Regions from separate parts of the Danio rerio genome. Here region 2 is linked to region 1. A link is a contact called in public Micro-C data. All regions are on one chromosome and are shown on one strand. The core of a region is the stretch at or near the end of the contact, and the rest is flanking DNA. Distances in the headings are between cores, read along the strand shown. Region 1 overlaps col8a2 (collagen, type VIII, alpha 2). Region 2 holds the start of trappc3 (trafficking protein particle complex subunit 3).

Region 1 (4,783 bases), core at 1,408-3,907:
AGGTAGGTTGTGGCTTTGACATGATGCGCAATTGGTATAAATGGGCCCAAAGTGTGCCAAGAAAATACCCCCCCCCCACCCCCCCCCCACCATTACACCACCACCACTAGCCTGAACCGTTGATACAGGGCAGGATTGATCCATGCTTTCATTTTGTTGACTTTTAAATTTTGACCCTACCATCCCAATGGCGCAGCAGAGCTGAGACTCATCTGGCCAGGCAACATTTATCCAATCTTCTCTTGTCCAATTTTGATGAGCCTTTGCAAATTGTAGCCTCAGTTTCCTGTTCTTAGCTGACAGGAGTGGCACCCGGTGTGGTCTTCTGCTACTGTAGCCCATCTGCCTTAAGGTTCAACGTGTTGTGCGTTCAGAGATGCTCTTCTGTATTCCTCGGTTGTAACGAGTGGTTATTTGAGTTACTGTTGCCTTTCTATCAGCTCGAACCAGTCTGGCCATTCTTCTCTGGCATCAACAAGGCATTTGCACCAACAGAACTGCTGCTCACTGGATATTTTCTCTTTTACTGACCATTCTCTGTAAACCCTAGAGATAGTTGTACGTGAAAATTGAAGTAAATCAGCAGTTTATGAAATACTCAGACCAGCCCGTCTGGCACCAACAACCCTGCCACATTCAAAGTCACTTAAATCACATTTCTTCTCCATTCTGATTCTTGGTCTTGACCATGTATTCTATGCAACCATGCATTGAGTTGCTGCCATGTGATTGGCATATTAGAAATGTGCGTTGTACTAGCAGTACTAGCAGTTGTACCTATTAAAATGGCCGGTGGGTATATATGGATTTTTTTTAATCAGTGCTGAATAAAACCAGAGAAACCCTGTATCTTACTGGATAGAGATCCAAGCTGAAAAGGGGTTTATATACAAAACAACGTACAAAATCAAGATAACAGCTGAAGCCCATAAATTAAAAATAATTGCCATATAAAATGTTTATTTTCCCACTATCAGTCAAACTACTTTATGTTATTTTAGTCAAACCATTGTTTATTAAATATGATAGCTTCTTCTTTGGTGGCGTCACGGGGGCATCACATGATCATCTCACATTAAGAAGGTCACTGATTCGAGCCTCAGATGGGCCAGTTGGCATTTCTGTGTGGAGTTTGCTTGTTCTCCTCGTGTTGCCGTAGGTTTCCTCTGGGTGCTCCGGTTTCCGCCACAGTCCAAAGACATGCGGTATATGTGAATTGAATAAGGCAAATTGTGTATGTGTGTGAAAGTGTGTTTGGGTGTTTCCCAGTGTTGGGTTACAACTGGAAGGGCATACGCTGCATAAAACATATGCTGGATAGGTTGTCAGTTCATTCCACTGTGGCGACCCCAGATTAACAAAGGGACTAAACTGAAAAGAAAATGAATTTTTTTTACCTTTATTTTATTAAGGTCAGGTCATTAATCAGTGATGTTGTGTCATTTTGACCAATATATATAACTGTATGTAGATCACTAATTTTTTTACATTTTATTTTCACAAAAGTTATTTTAAACATTAAGCAGACACTTTATTTGCATTTAATATGCTTTTAATGAATATATAGTCACTTTTTAATGTTTAATGTGATGCCAAGTTCAAGATGGCATGAACATTGTTTTTTAATTCTCAGTTTACAAAATAAAGTGAGTGCTATAAACACTAAAGTGATAAAAAAGATGTCACTTGCATTCCTAGTAATCAAAATTACTCAACTAATGTGATTTTAGATGTCTGTGTACATTTTTCTGCTGATTGTTCATAAGGTTTTTGCATGTCTGTGGTTTGCTGACAAAGATTGCTTATCCTTTTTGTCCTCTAGCATCTGGTTACTTTAAAGGAAAGCTTTTGTGCGTCAAAGTATTTGTGTATTTCACTTAAAAAGACACAGCATTTATTTATGGACGTGTCATGTAATGCAGGGACTATTCAATTTTTGTAATGTTTTTGTGTTATACCATAAGTTTAAACATTTGAAGCATTAACTAAAGTGGTGTGTTTAAGTGACATACATGATCATTTTATACTCAAAATATCTGAAGAGGACCCCTCTGTCATTTCAGAAATGTAGGAATTTCTCTTTTTTTCCCTTTAAAAAATAAACAATAATAAATAAATAAATTACTTTTTATGTTTTATGGAGCTTAAATGTATATGGGTGCAACAGGAATTGTCGTGGAATGTTGAAAGTGAGAAAATGAGAAAGTTACAGGCTACTAAATATTTCATGTCTGTTCAAAAAACAACACTGCTGAAAAAATCCCTGAAGAAAAACTGTGTTCTTACTACCATCTAGTGGACGTGGAAAGACATGCTCATCTGGCAGATGTTCTGAAAAAAAGGAGTTTGCTTTAGAAGTGTCTGTCAAATTACACATTGCTTGCCAAGTTGGAACATAAGGAATTTTTTATTTAAAATGTATCAAAATACAGCACACCCACGGGCATGGATAACAAATAAGACTATATAATAGCCGTAAAAAGTCAACTGCTTATGTCATGTGTACTTTGTTCTGTCTTCTGTTCTTTTTTTTACTGCTTCCATTTTCATATGTGTTTAGGAGATTGTCTGTATTAGTCCGCACTGGAAAAGTAAGAATCTATATAATTTCTGTTGGGAGAGATACTGAATGCATAGGGCTGTGTAATAGACCTATTGCACCACTTGAGGGCGCTTTAAAATTACATTACAGCGTTTTGCAGCAGATGAGGATTTGCAAAATGTTTACAGATAAGTGGACAGATGGATATACATTAGCAATACTGAGCCATATTATATATGTGGGATAATTCTGTTAGCTAATTGCACTACATTTAGTATAAAATAAATTCCTCACGTAAGTTTCTTGTCAAACTGTGCTCCAAATGTTTGTTTGTGTTTATGGTTTCTAAAGTGAAAAGCAAATTTGTTAAAACTGACCAGTTGGCTCAATCTCTCTCAGAACTGGCATCTTCTGGACATTTTATTACATCATAGCACTAATTTAAACTATCAAACAGGTTACATGCAAATTTACATTGTTTTTATGTAGTTGTTAACGCAAATTGGTAGTTTTTAATGCAGACATGTATGTCAAATGACACCACTACAGTTCCCTTGCTGAAATTCTGGTGAGGCCAAGTGCTGTTGAGAACTTTGTCCTTGTTGCTTGTTTATGTTTTGTCCATAAACACATTTTCATTGCCCATTGGGCTTTTATTTCATACTGGTGTAGATGTCATTGAGCAGATACTTGAACATGGTTTAGAGTAAAGCATAATGATGAGTGTAGTCTCACCAGCATTTCAGGGTACATTCAACATGCATCTTTAATTCTTAAATCTTTTTTATTAAATATTATAGGATTTTATTTCTGGATGTCAACCATGATCCCTGATTTCTGTTTCTTTTTTATTTTAGATTTTCCACCGATGACGGGCATAACAGGGGAGCCAGGTCCCCAAGGGAAGCCAGGACCAAGGGGACCAGCTGGTCCCCCTGGATTACCTGGAAAACCAGGTATAGGAAAGCCTGGTCTCAATGGTCAGACTGGTCCACAAGGACCTTCAGGATTACCTGGGATTGGTAAACCAGGTCTACCAGGTTTACCAGGAAAAATAGGGCCTAAAGGACTGCCAGGACTTAATGGCGAGGTTGGGCCTCGTGGAGAGCCAGGCCCACGGGGACTTCAAGGTCAACCAGGAGCGCCTGGGCCTGTAGGTATTTCATTGAATGGTAAACCAGGGTTACCTGGCACTAGAGGCCCGCCAGGATCAAGAGGTGAGCCGGGGAGTAAAGGTGCACGTGGTGTTCCAGGTGAACCAGGACTTAAAGGGGAAAATGGCAATGGACACACAGGTCTAACAGGTCCCAGGGGACCCACTGGCCTTCAAGGACCTCCAGGAGCTCCTGGTGTCCCTGGATTGGGTAAACCAGGGATTAATGGCCTGCCTGGGCCATTGGGGCCAAAGGGTGATAAAGGAGCACCAGGAGATCAAGGACCCTCTGGACAAGTTGGTCCTCCGGGACAACAAGGGCCACCAGGAGCACCTGGTTTGGGAAAACCTGGACTTGATGGTATTCCAGGAAACTTGGGCCCAATAGGCCCAAAGGGGGAAGCTGGCCCCAGAGGAACTCCTGGATTTCCAGGACCCCCTGGCTATGGAAAACCAGGACTTGTAGGGCAGAAAGGAGACAGAGGTCCTACTGGATTACAAGGAGTCCCTGGGGATAAAGGAGAACCTGGACTGGAAGGTCTACCAGGAGATTTAGGGCCAACTGGACAGTCTGGGCTTCCAGGTCCACAAGGTTTAATGGGTCTTCCAGGAAAACCTGGGATGCCAGGTCTTAAAGGAGAGAATGGACCACAAGGACCTTCAGGTTTGCCAGGACTTAGAGGAGATCAGGGCCCGAGTGGGCTGGCAGGAAAGCCTGGCCTCCCAGGAGATAAAGGTCTACCTGGTCTTAACGGAGCCACTGGCAAACCTGGACCTAAAGGTGAACCAGGTCACATCGGTCTGCCAGGCAATCCTGGTTTAATTGGAGCACCAGGGCCAAAAGGTGAGAACGGGTTTTCAGGAACCCCTGGACCACGTGGCAATTCAGGGATTCCTGGACTCCCAGGCCCTACTGGTCATATGGGACCTCAAGGCATTCCAGGATTGAAAGGCGAACAAGGACCACCAGGGCCACAAGGAATTGGAAAGCCTGGAGACAAGGGGATGCCTGGTCCACAGGGACCTCCAGGAAAACAAGGCAATCCTGGACTCAGCGGTGTACAGGGCCCCCCGGGTCCACCTGGACC
Region 2 (4,715 bases), core at 55-2,554, 230 kb before region 1:
GCAGAGCACTGTATAGACATTATTTAGAGACTTGGATTTCATATGTTCTATGTATATTTGTACATATACAGTTGTGTAAACTGTTTATTAAAACCTTTTTGCTCGTAATGTGAACATCCTAAAATAGAATTTTCTAATTTCAAAGAGGAGTTACACCACAAAACAAAACCCAAAAGCATTTTTCCCCCCAGAGATACTTTGTGATACTCACAATACAAATGAGACAGACATTTTTTTTTTAGACGACAGAAGAAGCTGTTTACATCAGTTAAAAAATAAATCGTATTAATGTACCCATTTAAAAGACACCTTTTATTTATTTTAGTCTACACTAAACTCAGGGGCGGATTTAGTGATTTAGGGGATTTTGGTTTTCTTAAAATGAATTTACAAATTAAATATAATTTTTTTTAATTGACTGCTGGACTGTTCCCCTATGGATATTTTATTAGGTAATATTATTACTATTACATACCACTACAATATTATAATAACATTATATTCAATTGTATATTAAATAATATTTAATTACATTAAAATTGTATTTCAAAATACCTTTAACTCTCACCATACAAAATACGGTAGAAAACTACTAGTTTATAGGTGTAAATTACACTTCTAGATATTTATTGGGGGATCCCTGATTTCCTGGGGCTCTAAGCGGGCTCGCTTATTGGTTGAATCAGCTCCTGACTAGATCTCATTTATTGTTGCCTATATGTCTGTTCCAATAAAACTAAAATCATTGCATTAGGACATTACTGCAACTGGATCAAAACACAGAGACTCTTGTTATTTGACTTTGTGGTAATTTGCCAGAATATGTTTAAAAAAAAACATTGAGATCTTGCACAAATCTGAGAAAATAGGTTATTAAATCCCTTCATAAACAAAGCACTCCCAAAATGGATGATGGCTCCAAAAATAATATCATATTCCTTAACTATGAGTGGGATTTCGACTCTTTTATAAGTACTGTTAAATTTAAACATGCTTCTTTTATCACAAAGCCTACAGTATTAGTATTATTACAGTATATACGCCATACTTTATAAAAACAACAAGTAACACAGTCCAAGAAAGATCTGCAATGGCGCTGAAACAAAGAGTTGGCCTAGTCTTGTTACAGATGAATTACACATTCATAATTATAGATACGTACTGATGTTATGCCGTGCAGTGCTGATAAAAAGCAATATAAAAATACATACAAAAATACTCACAGAATCCTTGACTACAACACCCACAAACCAAAGCGTGGCAAGACTTCCGGTTAGTCGGCAGTTATTGAGGAAGTGACTCCTCCGTCAGTGACAGAAACAACATCACGGGACTATCTTTGCACTGAGCAGATTAATAAAATATTACCTGTAACTGATCTGTTCCACACCTGTAATATTAGACAACATGTCTAGGCAGTCAAACAGAGCCACGGACAGCAAGAAGATGGTGAGTGTGTATCGTGTTGTTTCAGTTACTACATAAACCCAAGGCTGCTAGCTAACATGCTATTATTGTCGGATAAATAACCTTCTTATTTGAGCAGTGTTTGTATTATTACATTAAAATAAAGATACTGTTGTGTTGTGTGTGTATATATAAATGTTAGTTATTTTATTGCTCGTGTTCCACAAAGGACACGTCTTTCTGTAATTAATCAGCTCTTTTTGAATTAAAAACGGTGAGGGAATGCATGTAACCCTTTAAAATAATGGTTTTGTGGGATTAAATGAATGATAAATTCGTTGTAGTGAGTGATGTATGCTTTAATGGCATGATGTTTCGTGCATTTTTTTGGTTTATTTTAGCAATAACTATACAGCACAGAGCTGTTATTATTATGCTGCTTTATTCTGTTAAAAAGGTATTTATGTAAGCAAAAAAAAGACGCACGTAGGTTTGTCCAGCTCTGTCATACAAGTTTTTTTATTATAAATGTTTAGGTTTCCTATTATGTAGATGTGTTTGTAACAACTCCATGTTGTGCCATGAGAGGGCGCTTGTGACCACTGTGTGCTCATTGATTCAGATCATCTAAGTATGAACTGAAGTTTCAATGCTACAGTACAGACTGAGTTCTATTGTAGATCTTCTTTATTGAGGATCACAAAAGCTATTATATTTCCTGACCACACTCAAAGATTTGTTCATTTATTCATTGCAGTTATTATATTATACAGTATTACACACATAAAAATGATTTATTCATTCATTCATTTTCTTGTCGGCTTAGTCCCTTTATTAATCCGGGGTTGCCACAGCAGAATGAATCGCCAACCCATCCAGCAAAAAATAAAACTGAATCATGAACCTGAAACAACAATAATATTTTTATTAATATTAATAATAATAATAAATTTAATAACAATAGATTATTTGAGCGTTTTTGTAGAATCGTATTAGGGCTAATCAAAATATGTTTTGACCATCGATATCACAATGTGTCTATGCGCAATAGCCACATTGAAAGATAATACAATAGTAATAAAAATAGATATTAATATATATTTTTTTTTGCTTATTTATACAATGATGACCATGTTATTCCACATTTAATGGTTCAATTTCTGTCCTTGAATACTGTTAGACGGCCAAGAAAACCATAAAGCATTCATTTCTTTATTTTGCTTGTAATTTATTATAATTTACGCAGATGCACTACATAGAAAAAAAAGATCATCCCACTTGATCATAAACTAAGGAAATCTTTTCAAACAGACCTATTCAAATCATCTGGTGATATTATATTCATGTCCCAATTACATCACAGAAAAAAAAAAGATAAAAATCGCAATGTTAGATTTTGTCCATCCCTAAATCATATTTATTTTGTAGCGAGGCAGTGGCGCAGTAGGTAGTGCTGTCGCCTTACGGCAAGAAGGTCGCTGGGTCGCTGATTCGAACCTCAGCTCAGTTGGCGTTTCTGTGTGGAGTTTGCATGTTCTCCCTGCCTTCACGTGGGTTTCCTCCGGGTGTTCCGGTTTCCCCCACAGTCCAAAGACATGCGGTACAGGTGAATTGGGTAGGCTAAATTGTCCATAGTGTATGAGTGTGTGTGGATGTTTCCCAGAGATGGGTTGTGGCTGGAAGGGCATCCGCTGCGTAAAAAACTTGCTGGACAAGTTGGCGGTTCATTGCGCTGTGGTGACCCCGGATTAATAAAGGGACTAAGCCGACAAGAAAATGAATGAATGAATGAATTACAAATGAATTATGTGAATTATGACATACATTTATATATTAAATCATACACAGCATTTATGAGTACACCCCTCACAAATCTGTCATTTGAATTAAAGGGCCATGAAACCCCCGTGTTTCAGCAGGGTGTTTTCACACCTCCACTTTGGAAAAAGTCAGAAAAGTGGGGGTGTCCAGCTCTGTTTAGGGGGGAGTGTCGGAGGAACTAAAGTGGGAGGGTGTGGGAGTGTCTATTTGGGCACGCGCGAGTTTCAGTCAAAATACACACACAGGAGAAAGAGATGGTGTTTAACCTACATGGACATCTGTAGTGGAATTATTTGCCAAATTATTAACTGGTGGACTTTAACTGCAGTTTGACTCTTTCATTCAGGGAATTCATTCATGCCCCTCGCGACAAACGAGATATTTGATTCGAGGATCTGCTCTAAGCGTGTATTTTTCATGCAATGTTTGATACCGCACGGCGAATGACAGAAAAAAAACTCCGCATTTCCCGGAAACTTAGATGCACACGGCAGGTAACGTCAGAAAGCCTCGTGTGTTATTCCGGTCACAAAATGCGGTGCTAACATGTTTGCACTCAGCGCAATAGTTAACTTAATTCGATACGAACAAACTGAATAAACAAAGAGCACTGGTCGCTCACTTACCAAATCTGTAGAGACAGGTCAATCACCAGCAACTAGAGCCGCGTCTGAAGAGAAGACTACATCCGGAATCCGGATCTCAGCGTTTGCAGATGAGAACAGCTCTCAGGTAAACAATAATCCCCCTTAGACACGTAAGTTATTGTTGTCGAGCGTCGCGTACACTGTTAATCCACACGTGAGTCTGAGCTCTCACAGAGAGAAAATGAAAACGAAACTTAACTGCAGCAAAATTTAAAAGCAACACTTCACGCTTGTTTTGCCAACACAACGTGGCGTCTCTGTGGTGTAAAGACGGTGACACTAATGAATATTAATGAAGTTGCACAATAGAGCGCGCTGATTGGTTTGAACCAAGCCTTACTCATGCATTAATGCATCACACTGTAAGACGTAATAAGGCACACTCTGGCACAGACATCCAGTCTGCACGCTGGAATACACGCTATTATGTCATGACCGTGACGCAGCTTCAAAAATTCGTTTCAAACAGGAAGTACGAATTTGCTTGAAATAACGCAAAAACAACCAATTTACACTTTTTAGTGAAATATAGGTGTCCTAATAGTGTTTTTAGCAGTGTGGGACACATATACGACTGTCAATAGCTCAAAAAATGTGTTTTGGTGTTTCGTGACCCTTTAATATTTTCTATAGAATGCTATACAATATTATGTTTGTGCATATACATTACATTAGTCAGTGCTGAAACCAAATCTGTAGCAAATCTAACAAAATAACTTGCGAGAACGGTCCAAAAATTAGTAGCCCACATTTATATGTTAGATAATTTTTTTTAATTAAAAATATAAAAGATTAAAAATCAAGAGAAAAATAATAAAAACATATATATAACAATCAAAT

What was found. Hi-C and Micro-C count contacts between places; a contact is called where the count stands out from the background.
Region 2: a contact with region 1 is called in a Micro-C map of caudal fin, with 6 times the contacts expected there. The contact joins the promoter of trappc3 here to the enhancer-like site in region 1. A contact is called at or near these places in 2 of 18 Hi-C or Micro-C datasets (caudal fin and an unstated tissue) and 2 of 4 datasets of contacts at active chromatin or transcription factors (caudal fin and embryo).

Annotation. Positions count from the first base shown.
Region 1 is chr19:37,951,570-37,956,352 of GRCz12tu, reverse strand. col8a2 (collagen, type VIII, alpha 2) reads left to right here. Exons shown (of 3, transcript NM_001082901.1): 3 at 3,400-4,783. Among named protein-coding and RNA genes, the nearest start is that of ptp4a2b, 7.1 kb to the right of the region's middle. Within about 2 kb of position 2,657, at least 2 of the 62 cell types and tissues checked have an H3K27ac peak or open chromatin away from gene starts, as enhancers often do. A contact at or near this core is called in caudal fin, where this site is marked.
Region 2 is chr19:38,184,990-38,189,704 of GRCz12tu, reverse strand. It overlaps trappc3 (trafficking protein particle complex subunit 3), which reads left to right and starts at 1,304. Exons shown (of 5, transcript NM_001003601.1): 1 at 1,304-1,449. The coding sequence starts at 1,408.